2 separate regions of the Hordeum vulgare genome follow, and region 1 is linked to region 2. The links are chromatin contacts, called in public Hi-C maps. All regions are on one chromosome and are shown on one strand. The core of a region is the stretch at or near the end of the contact, and the rest is flanking DNA. Distances in the headings are between cores, read along the strand shown.

What was found. Hi-C and Micro-C count contacts between places; a contact is called where the count stands out from the background.
Region 1: a Hi-C map of leaf shows a contact between it and region 2, with 3 times the contacts expected there. The contact joins the enhancer-like site here to the promoter of LOC123444410 in region 2. A contact is called at or near these places in 2 of 6 Hi-C or Micro-C datasets (leaf and seedling).

What each region holds. Positions count from the first base shown.
Region 1 is chr3H:486,857,080-486,862,846 of MorexV3_pseudomolecules_assembly, reverse strand. No RefSeq gene overlaps it. Among protein-coding and RNA genes, the nearest start is that of LOC123444411, 47 kb to the right of the region's middle. Within about 2 kb of position 3,521, at least 2 of the 3 cell types and tissues checked have open chromatin away from gene starts, as enhancers often do. A contact at or near this core is called in leaf, where this site is marked.
Region 2 is chr3H:486,798,651-486,805,020 of MorexV3_pseudomolecules_assembly, reverse strand. LOC123444410 (ras-related protein RIC2-like) reads right to left here and starts at 2,345. Exons shown (of 2, transcript XM_045121111.1): 1 at 1,927-2,345. The coding sequence starts at 2,162.

The DNA.
Region 1 (5,767 bases), core at 2,272-4,771, 57 kb before region 2:
ACGTAATGGACAATGCTTACCATACCATGGGATCACTTGAGCCCTCTCGGTACATCTTGTACGCTTTGTGTGTTGATCATCTTGATTTACTCTTTGTCTGAGATCTTGATCAACCATGTGTCTCTATGACCATTCTTTGGATAATACCTTGAATACCATCTTGGTCATCATATAAACTCCTTGAACCCAACAGATGGACTTCAAAAAGTGCCTATGGACAAATCCTATAATGTAACTTAAGGCAACCATTAGTCCGTAGAAATTGTCATCAATTACCAAAACCACATATGGAGATATATGCTCTAACACCGGTGAAGTAGGTCGTGTAGTCAAGGAGGACGAAGTTGCCGCATGAATCGCCGTCATGCCCATGAGCACATGGACAGAGGGAGGCGGGAAAGATAGCAATTTCGTTGGCGTTTTCTTCATCCTTGCTCTCCGTATCCTTGTCTTCATGCTCGGAACACTCGTCGAGCTTCATCTTTTCGTTGAGTCGATAATATTGGTTCTGTGTCGACTCGACGTGCAGCGTCCCAACAATGTGGTTACCCTTCTCCGTCAAATAGTTGGGGCACAGCACGCACGATCGCTTCGATCGACCAGCATGGGCCATGCCATTTAGAACATAGGCATCCGTTCCACCATCCTGATTTTAGGAACCTTCTCGAAAGTTCCAACCAGTTATTCAGTTTTTGGTACCTTTTAGAAGGTCTTAAACCGGTTTTTTTGTTTCTTTTTCGTTTTTATTTTTTCCTTTTTCCTTTTCTCTCCTTTTTGTTTTTTCATTTTTCAATTATATTTTCTTTTTTATTTCCCCTTTTTCTATTTCTCATTTTATTTACTTTTCTTTCCTTTTTCAAGTTTCTTTTATTTTTTAACAAATGTTCAACATTTTTTAAAAATGTTTTGCATTTTAAACTATTTTTCAAAAAATATAACATTTATTTACAAAAAATGTACCCAATTTGAAAATTTTGTTCACAAATTTAAATATTGTTTGCCTTTTAAAAAAATGTTGATAATATGGTTGTGTTTTTTTTTAAAAAAATCGGAATGTTTCTGCTCCGAAATTTCACAACTTTTCCAAATATGTTTACCTTTCAAAAAATGTTCATATTTTAAAAAATGTTTGCTAACTTGAAAACACATCTGAAATTTCAACACATATTACAATATCTGAATAATTGTTTGAGACTCACAGAAAATGTCCATTTTAAAAAAAATGTTTCGAAAATTTATTTTTCAAAAATTAAAAATATCACCGTTCTTAAAATTTGTTCACAAATTCGAATTCCATTCCTGTTCCCAAATTAAAAATTAAAAAATGTTCCTATTCACAAAATTTGACCTCACTTACAAAAGTTGTCCCACTTCTCAAATTTTGGTAACCAATTCAAGAAATGTTCGGGTTTTCAAAAAATGTTTGAAAGTGTAGAATTTTTTTCCTATTTTAATTGTTTGTTCAACTATATAAAAGAAGTTCGCATTTTCAAAATTGTTCTAGATTTTACAATTGTTCTCACTTAAAAAAAGTTCTGAATTTCAAAAGTTATCCTTGATATCAAATTTTGTTCACCGATTGAAAAAATATTCATGTATACCAAACCTTTTTTGTAATTTTGAAATTTTTTCATTATTTCCAAAATATTCACGTTTTAAAAAATGTACTAGAATTAGAGAAATGTTCGGTTTTCAAATATTGTTCAGAATGTTGAAATATGTTGCATTTTTAAAGTTTTTTTTAAACCTTCGAAAAATGTTCACCTTTTCAAAACATGTTCAATAATTTGAAATTTCTGTATAATTCTAAAATATGCTGAGAATTTTTGAAAATTCTTCGCGTTTGTTTAATAAAGTGTTTAAAATTTGAAACACTGTTTGGAAATTTTGAAGTAATGTTCAGTTTATTTGGCTAAATTTAGTTCTTTCGAGTTTTCTCTGGTCCTTATGTAAGCAATCCTTGATAGGTGCGCTGGTTAGCCAGATACATGTATAACTAGTTGTTCGGTGTTCGAATTCCAGCTCGGTTACTTCTAATTTTGCCCATTTTTTTCATCCGACAGCTTGCTTCAATTCAACTCGAATAGGCCAGCCAAGTCTGGCGCGCTTATGCGAAGTGACGTCTATTTGCCACAGGATGCGGCGAATAGGGGAACACCCTATTTTACGCTCTTTGGGTCAAATAGTTGAGCAAATACACAGGAGCGAGATCAACTGGGCCAGCCCATCTCCCTCTGCATGCAGTTTTGTTTTTTCTTTCTTTGTCTTTTTTTCTGTTTCTTGTTTTACGTTTTTTTTACGTTTTTCTGTTTCTGTTTCATTTTTTGCTTTTTTCTATATTTATTTTTATAAACTAAGTTCATGTTTGAAAATCGTTTTTGAAATTCATAAAATATTATTGATTTTATCAAAATGTTCTAAATTTCCAATAAATGCCGTTTTTCAAAAATATTCATAACTTTAAAAAATGTACGGGATTTTACAAAAATGTTCGACATTTTCAAAAAATGTTCGCGATTTTAGTAAAATGTTCCTTTTTTTGGAAAATATTACTGTTGCTATTTCTTCTTTTCATTGCTTTAACTCGTAACAAGTTTAGCTTTTTTATAAAATGTGTTTATTTTTCAAAATTTTCGTCTTTCAAAAATTGTTCTCGTATCAAAAATACTGCAGGTATTTTCAAAAAATATTTTTTTCATAACTTGGTCAGAGTTTTCAAAAAATGTTCTTGGTTTCAAATTTTTATGAAAAATGTTGTTGTTTTACGAAAAACGTTTCTCTTTTATATTTGGAAATGTTCATGAAATTTAGAAATTTTATTTCATTTTCTAAATATGTTTTTTGTTTTCAAAAAATGTTTGTGCTTTGGTGAATTTCTAAATAGTTGATTGATGTTGAAAAAAAATCGTTGGATTTAACACGCTCACAGATTTAAAAAAAATCATCAATTTTTTAAAAATTATGAATTACTGAAAATAGTCAGCCAGTTTTAGAAAATCGTCAAATTTAAACAAAATCATCATTTTTTAAGTAAAACATTGAATTTGAAAAGGTTCATACAAATTGAAAAACAATCCATTAAATATGAAATAATTCATTTTATTTTAAAAAATGTTCATCAAACTTGAAAAAGTTTGAGCATTTAAAAAATGAAGAAGGAAAAAATCAAAGAAAAAAAGATTATAGAAAAAGTTGTAGAAAGAAAAACTTGAGACCATCTGCGAACCGCAAGATATTGGATTGGGAATCTTCCAAAAAAGGAGGCTTTTAGCGAACCAAAAATGTATAAAACAAAAAAAGGAAGTAACAAGTCACTTGTGGTAGGTCGTTCTAGTGGCTACTGTGGTTTAGACCAGAGGAATAGATAGCATGTCCGATCCGCCGCACACACCTTTTTTATAGTTTTACTGTAAAAACATGAAAAGGCAAATGGCTTGGGCCAACGTACGGGGAGTGTGTGCGTCCGTTTGCAAATTATAGAGTGGCGGGTGCTAAAGGCGTCAAATAGAAAATGCCCTTGATACGGTGGTCGCGAGGGAATTGTTTCCTTTTTTAAGATAGGCTTGAGTGGCCCAGCTCGACGTCCAATGGGCTTCATAAGGACCCTACCATTTTTCTCTCTTCTTACTGAAGGCGTGTTGCAAAGGAAAAATGATATATCTCGTTGGTGCGGATCCTACTCCAAATCGATTCCAACCCCGATTCCGTATTGATATCCAGCCTCGATTTCTTTTGCCTATATAGATTGGGGAGGTCCTATTCGCGGGACCTCCTATTAAACGCATTCTGCGTCCAATAGGGTACCTTCGCACATGCAAGCCACTGGGCCGCCGCCGCTAGCAAGGCGACTAGGCTCGCCCAGGTAGCCAGCTCGTCTCTTTTTGCTTTTTATTTATTTATTTTCCATTTTCCTTTTTTGTCTTATTATTTATTTTCTATTGTGTTTCTCTTTCTCTTTTTACTAAAAGTTTTTATATTGTGAATTTTTTTGAGTTTCTGAAACTTAATCACGTTGTATTTACAAACAAAAAATATAAATGGAGTTCTATTGGAATTTCCAAAAACACAACAAATGTGCAAACTTTTTTAATTCATGGTTTATTTTTTGCCTTTATTATTTTTCATGCATTTAAAAAAAACAGTTGACTAGTCAAATGGTCAATAACAAAGGTCCAATGAGATCGGACCCTCAAAAATGCAATGGGGCCCAATCTTCTTGGACCGGCCCACAAACGGAGGCGCGTGGACCTTCTTTAGACTCTTAAAGCGTCGAACACGAGCTCCGGTATCAATGCCTATTATTCCAAAAATGTTATCTAGGGAATATACGTTTTTCAACGAACTAACTGACGACCGTTGGATCAAAAACATGAATCCTCAAGCACTCTAAGTTGCCACGTTAGAAAATCCAACCATTTGCTCGGAACGTGCCCGAAAAGGATGCACCCGCGCCCACTCCCTACAAAAGCGTCGCCCCCTCCCTCATGCTATCCCTAATCCCTTTCATTGACTTGCAAAAAGCGAGTGCGAGAGTTAGGGGGGAGGGGGTCTGGCGACCGTGATGGGGACAATGCTCGGCACCCGTTGTGCCAGATTCCACGCCTAGCTAAGTGCTCCTCCTTGTTGCATCTCGACGACTTTGGGAAGCATTTCATGCTCCACCTCTGTGACGTCGTGCGGTCACACGGTGTTGGTGGCGCCTCCGTCGATGACAAGCAACCCCCTGAGTTGGCTGAGGTGTATTTCTTGTAGTCGTGGTAGGCCATTACTGACGACGTCGTCTCGCCGTCAGTGTCGTAAGCTGATCCATAATGTCACCCCTTTTGAGAGTCACCTTCGTCGTTGTTGGGGTTCACAAGTTGCGGAGATGAGAAGCTCCACGCGAGTTACTTGACAACACACCTGCACCCCCACCTCCCGCGACCTCATGGCGGTGTATGAGCCGAGTCCCCCTATATCTATTTTTTCGGAGATGAATTTTGCATTTTAGCTACGGATATTTGAATGTCTACTTCAACCAATTCACAAAACGTGTCAAATTCACTAAAATGTGTTTGTGGAAACTTAAAATGGTGAAGATGTGATACTAATTAAGATATATGGCAGTTTTGTAGGGGAATTTGTAGAAATTATTTTTAAGCCCAAATGGTGTGCAACTCGAACATTATTATTCCCATGGTATATCGTGTAATTGTTCCATATAGTATCATGCCATTTGTAGAGAATTTTGGTTTTGGGTATATGGCATTTTTTTGGTAAAGTGATATGTTGCGATGGAAACTCAAATATAGTGTCATGTCAAGTCATTCAACATAGTGTCATGACATTTTTCACTCAACATGGCATTTTTTGTATTCTATTCTTTAGCTAGCGCTTTTTGACTAGAGTTTCTTTTTTTTTGCTTTAATTTTCTCAGTGAACTTTGAGTACAACATGCCATATATTTTGAGCTGCATGTAGTGGAAATTTAGTTTTTAGACACTCGACATGGCAATCTACAAACATAATATCCAGTTTATATAGTTGGCATGGCTAAATTGAAAAGGCCTTTTTTCTGTTTGTGATGTTCTTCAGTTTTGCCTTGGAATATAAGATGAGCATGGCAAATCAAATATTTTTCACAAAATTTGTTCTTAATAAACTACAACATGGGAATTTCATAAGACTATATAAAGGCACTTTTTTTATGTTGCATGACATTTCTTTGAATGAACATTTCGTGTGATGTTCTTAAGTTTTGTCATGGCATATTTTCCAATGAGCATTT
Region 2 (6,370 bases), core at 1,096-3,595:
CTGCCTGTCTCCGTCAGGCCAGGCGTCAGCACCACCGTGGTGCCTAGCAGCCGACACCGTCACCCCACCACGACAACCTCAAGCCATCCATTGGACATGGCCGACCCGCACTGCCACAGTCCCGCGCCGCCCAAGGCACACCAACCGAAGTAGGCCATAATTGATCTGGCAGAGCCCCGCCGCTGCCCTGGGCGCGCCTAGCCCGTTCCACACAGCCACCACGCCGCCAGGGCCAAGCCCTGAGCCCGCACCGCGCCGCCACGCTCGACGCTCCGTCCTGGACGTGAAGCAGGCACACCTACCTCCACCAGAAACAACACTAAGGACCGAAGCCAAGGTGTCCAACGGCCCACGATGAGAAGTTCCATGGCTGGGGAGGCAGGCCGAGCCGGCGGCAGAGCATACCCAGCGCGGTGAAGTGAGATCCGCGTAGGGGCAATTATGCGTGGGAGCACAAATGGCATGCAGAAGAACCCGCCGCCGCCAACCACCGTCTGGGGCTTTGCGGGGGGGGGGGGGGGGTCCGGTTGGCAGCGGCGAGGGGAGTAAGGCGTGGCGGGGGCTTGGAGCAGCGGCAGGGGCGGAGCCACCCAAGTCACCCCAGGGGACGATGCGGGGGCGCGGTCCTTTTTTCCACCCTAGCCTATTTTGTATTTTGCGTTGTATGATTGTCTCCCATTACAGTTGCATGGCATTCAGATCTAATTTCTCAATTTGCAAGTTCCAGTAGCATGTGAGTCATTTGTTGATGGACAAAACAAATTTGTGTGAGCTGTTTCCTAGTGAACACTCTATTCTCAAACGGGAATCACAGAGCTATCATTTTGTCCTATCATTCTATCAATTAGGCAAGAATTCCCTTGATGAACCAAAGACTTATGTATGTCTATAGTCTGTACACACAGCATAGCAAAAAAAAAAAATCAAATCAAGACTGTTATTGTCACAATTTGTACTGCTCCTTATTTTCCGCAATCAGGTTTTCGTCCTATAACCTGTGTCCGAGCCGAGTGTAGGCAGTGGGTTTCCTGATGATGCATCGAAACTGCTCCTTATTTTCTGCATCCCCTCTTTTTGTGTGAATGTTGCTGCTCTAAAGTGGTCTCGATGACCTGCTGCTGCAGTTGCTGGCTAGACAGCTAGCTGATCGAAATCATTTGTATCGTGCTACAGGCCAGATAAGTTGGGAACCAACTTATGTTGTACGAGTGTAATTATACCCCCACATGATTCAGAAACGTAGTGATTCTGTGGCAATTTCTATTCTGAGATCTAGCAAGAATAACCCTCTGCAGTGGTCATTTCATCGCCAAGGCCACACCAACAGATCTTCCAAAACCTGTGACACACCTTTCCTTCTCCAATCACACCCCTCGCATGGTCACACCAAGTGTGCTGGTGCATAATCCAACAATTCCACGATGCATCTCTCCACTGGTTTATGTATGAACTCCAATAAAAGAAGACACCACAGCCACTAGAAGTCTAGAACAACAACAATGGTTTCAACCCCAAACCACTAAACTCTAAGATGTAAGAAACGAAAGTCCAACAGCTAAATCACAAGTAGGTGTCCGATCTAACCTAGAGGACGAATCAAGTGAAACGCAGACCTGAGTTGGGGTACCAAGCAATAGTACTTCATTTGGTATTTGCCACTGCTTTACTACTCCACTCCGATCCACACTATACCAAGATCGTCTAGACTGGCAACAAAAATGAAGCAATCACCAGATTACCAGCATCACCAAACTAATTTGATAGAGCAAATGAATGGCCAAGCGAAGGTAGCATCCTGGGTCCGAAGAAACAGATCAGGAAGCAAGCAAATCCATACTGGCGAGCATACTACTACCAGCGATTTGAACAGCTACTAACAGGAAGTGGCAGGAGTTAGTAATTAAGAGATGGGAGGCGAGCAAGCACCTCTCCTGGCCAGCGGTGTCCCAAATCTGGGCCTTGACGACCTTGCCGTCGACCTGGAGGCTGCGGGTGGCGAACTCGACCCCGATGGTGGACTTGGATTCGAGGCAGAACTCGTTCTTGGTGAAGCGCGAGAGCAGGTTGGACTTGCCGACGCCGGAGTCGCCGATGATCACCGCCTTGAAGAGGTAGTCGTAGTCGTCCTCCGCCCTGTAGGCGCCGCCTCCGCTGCCCGCCATCCCCTTGCCTGTCTCGCGGGTCCTGGACCTTCCTCCTCCCCGGCCAGCTAGTGCTAGGCTCTGGATCTCGCGGGGTCTGGCTGGGTGCAGCGTTGGCGTCGCTGTGGACGACGACGGAGCAGTAATGGGCGACAGCGACACCGTGTGAACTGGGTTTGCTGCCTTGCTGCTGCTACGCAGTCGTAATAAATCTGAAATATTTATTTGGTGCGCCGTTCTTGTGCACGAAACCCCCTGCAGTTTTATGATTTAGGCTGTGTTTGGTTCCAAACTATTTTTAAAGTATTTCAAGAATACTACAGTCAAAATACAATGATTTTAAATACTTTGAGGTGTTTGGGTCTGATTAAAATTGTAGTATTATAAACTACAATATACATAAAACTGTAGTATTTTTGCAGTATTATTACGACACTGTATATTTCGATTGCCAAACATGTCATTGTTTTCATAAACTACAGTATACATTGTCATTGTATAAAAAATTGTAGTATTAAAATACCGAGGTTTAGAAACAAAACATTGCTTTCAACTAAACCTTAGTGTAAAATTGTGCTCTACCTCGAGAGTCAAGATGTAGATCCATTTGGAACATGTATATTTGAAGATGCAAAAGTAGGTGCTATAGAATTTACATCATCAAAAAGTGATTTTATATTTTTAAAAAGGTTTCAACCTCAACAGATGATGTAAAACGATAATGTAAATGGGCAACTCCAATAGTTGATGTAAACTGGAGATGCAAAACTGACCGACCGTCGCACGGCCGCTGTACAGCCGGCAACGGTTGCAAGCGGCGGGGACTGCACAACTAAAGAGATGGCCGGTGTCGTCGGGAGCTCTGTGTGGCAGGCGTGCGTCTTCGCACGGCCGGAAGAACGGCAAGGCTTGCGGCCATCAAGCAGACGAAGTGGCGTGCCTTCACTATCTCTCGCGGGGGGAGGGGGCACGGGTCTAATCTTGGATGAAGCCTACCCCATCGTAGACCTCACACGCGAAGGCATTTAGGCCAGCCGCGGGCGTCGAAGAAACTTCGATTCATCGACGGCTGAAACTGAATCGACGGCTCTGGGCGGCGCCTGGGCGAGGTAAGCGGCTGGGGACGAGGGGTGGGGTGGCGAAGTAACGGCGGGCCCGTGTGGGCGTCGGGCGGTGGACAGCGGCGACGATTTGAAGTGGATTTGGCTGGCAGCGGAGTTGGGCGGCCGCAGCCGGTCGCGCGGAAGGGAAAGGAAGTGGCGGTTGGGTGGTTGGTGGACGGACGCGACTTTACATCTCCTCGAGTTGAAGATGCAAAATTGCACCACAAAGTGGTATAGGATACATCTCGCAGATGTATTTTTTTTGTATCTGCATAATGTCTTGAAGCGGCGTTTTGGGGCCTCGAAGCTGCAAAAGCTAGTTATTTTTTGCATCTACATCTTCTATTGTAGATGCTATAATATCTTTGAGATGCTAGCAGAGAACGAGAAATAAAGTGTATTCCCTCACTTTGTATTAGTTGAGGGACTAGTAGGTAGTAGCAAGTTCATCACAAGGTGTGGCTCCCTCGCATCGCCTCCTCCAGGACGATGGGGGCGCTAACCCTAGCCCCTGCCGCCGGTACCCCCTTCCCGTTCTCATCTCCCCTCGCAATCCTTAAAGGTGACCGTCGGGTAAGTCCATGTGCCGTCGGTGAAGGGGACGACAGGGATTTCGCGACACGCGACTGTGGCACGACTTCCTATTGGGGCGGTCATGGCGATGCGAGATCTTCCTACTGCGACTGATCCTCGTGGTGGTGCTCCGGGGACAACATGGGGATGGCGGACTTGGTAGAGATCTACTACACGAGGGCCCCAAAGCAGCGGCTCCGGACGCGACGGCGATAGCATCGTCTCCATTGGGGATAACGGAGCAAGAGGTGGCTTCATTTGACAGTGCCTAGGGCGGTGGATCAAGGGATCTCGTAACTGGATTCGTCGCCGGAGTCACGTGGCGGCTGAGCTTTCTCCGGTGTCCACGACGCTTGATATGGGAGACATGTAACCTTCCAGAGTTTGTGGATCGGAGGCCAGTTGTGCGTTCACGGATCCGCTCATAAAAATCGTGTCGACTTCGGTCTTGGCGGACGATGAATATTTGCATCATTTCGTTCATGTGGTTGTCTTCTTCCCATCCATACTGCTTTGAGGGGAATCACGGATCAGGGTCTTGTGGATCGGACGATGGCGACACACGGAGCCGTTTTCCCTTCCCACGGGCATCGATTTTTGGAGCATTTGCTTGCCGAGGGTTCCTAAGGTGGTGCGGTGTGGTCTTCATGAGACAAAGACGACGAGTCTGAGTGGTATGGTGTAGCCGGGTCTTGACGACGGACTCTTATGATGGTCGAGTGCAGGGCGGTAGCGCTCACATCATGGTGGCATTGGCGGCAAGCTAACAAGATCATTTCATTGATCATGCATCGAAGATAGGTTTGCACAAGGCGTAACGATGACTTTGAAGCGTGCACATGTAGTGTGCATTAACGGTCTGCTGGATCGATACTTCTATTTTAGATGGTATGTGTAGGGGTGAGGTGAGGAAGACGACCCTCATCATGACCACTATTATCATCAAGTTTGTAGGGAGAGTGATTTTTGTCGCCCAAGGATTGATGTTTTATTTTGTAAGGTAGTATTGAATAATATTTACCTAATAATAAAGCAAAGACGGCTTCTGGTAATACGTCGTTGATGTTTTTATAAAAAAGTCCATGTGTTTTCAACTAATTAACCAACGGTCCTTCTGTAAGTCAGGTCAAACCATTTTTTATATTTTACGCAAAACCCCTATATTTAATCCAAACTAACCCGCAGTCCATTTTTAAATGACTATGAACCGTTTTTTCAGTTTTACATAAAACCCCCTAATATATGTGTTAATCATCTCGCATCTATTAAGAATTAATATATATTTTTAAATAAACATATCTCTTAGACCGTAACTTCAATTTTAACATGTTATACATGAAATTTGATTAAACAAATGTGTAGAATTTGAATATGGCATTATTTTACATGTTCATTATTTTTAAAATGCAATTTATGGCGCAACTTAATAGATGATACACGGTACGTCTTTATTTTGTACAGGCGTTGGTTGGCAAGGAGCGAGCGAAGAAAAAAAAATTATAGTCCTTGGCAATGCTATATTTGTATGAGATTCTCTCTTTATACATGTTGCGCGATCTAGGACCGTACGTATATATCTTATTTTTGTGAAATCTATACGTCTTTACCATCGGATACTATCTTTTTGTAGTGAATATATAAGCAATTTTATGATGTACATTCACTTATAAATTCATGAACATTATAAGTACATCATGGTTTATTTTAAAAATGTTCGAACTATTTGTGTGATAGTCATGAACGTTAATATTGAACCGATAAATACGATCTTAATTTGTGTTTCATTCGATGTATGTGAAAGTGATACATATAGGCTTTCTTAAATAAAGTTAATTTATAGATCGGCCTCGTTAGTATGATCGTAAGTGCGTGCCCTCAATATGAATATATGATGAGTCAAAATCAAAATTGAATCAAAATTAAAACAATAGTTTAAATAAAATAAAATGTTTACTTCCGTTACAACGGAAATTTTTGCTAGTATATTAATAATGATTATTTGATGTAGAGGTAGAAGATTCAGCCTCTCTTTAAAAAAAAAACATGTTCACGACAATGATAAGAAATTTAGTGGTACACGCACAGAGCTTTTGTATCTTCCAACCAAACAAACAGATAAAAAGTGCCAAAAGGTGTGGCGAACAACACATCAGTACTTCATGCACTTGTGAGAGGAAGATGTTAACGTAGGATGTTGCTGTTTGGGATAGTGTTAACCACGCCCAAACTGAAAACGGAGCGATTGAGCAAAGAGGGGGTTGCATCCGTCCGTGCATCTTCACAACCAAAAGCAAGAAGTTTGTTGGCCGGCGCCATGATAATTGAATCTAGAAGGGGTGTAGCCGGAAAAGTCCTTTGCCTTTCGTAGACAGTGCACGCGAGAAGGAGAAGAAAAGCGGTGACGCCTCCTCGTTGGTTGGTGCGTGCGAGGCGTGGGGGAGTCCGCGGCGCGCGGGCTCGGCTCGTGATCTGGTCGGCGCGGTGGATCCTGGCGCCGTCGCGTCAAACGGCGTGCGCTGTGTCGACCCCGTCCCCGTCGACGTCGGTCACTGG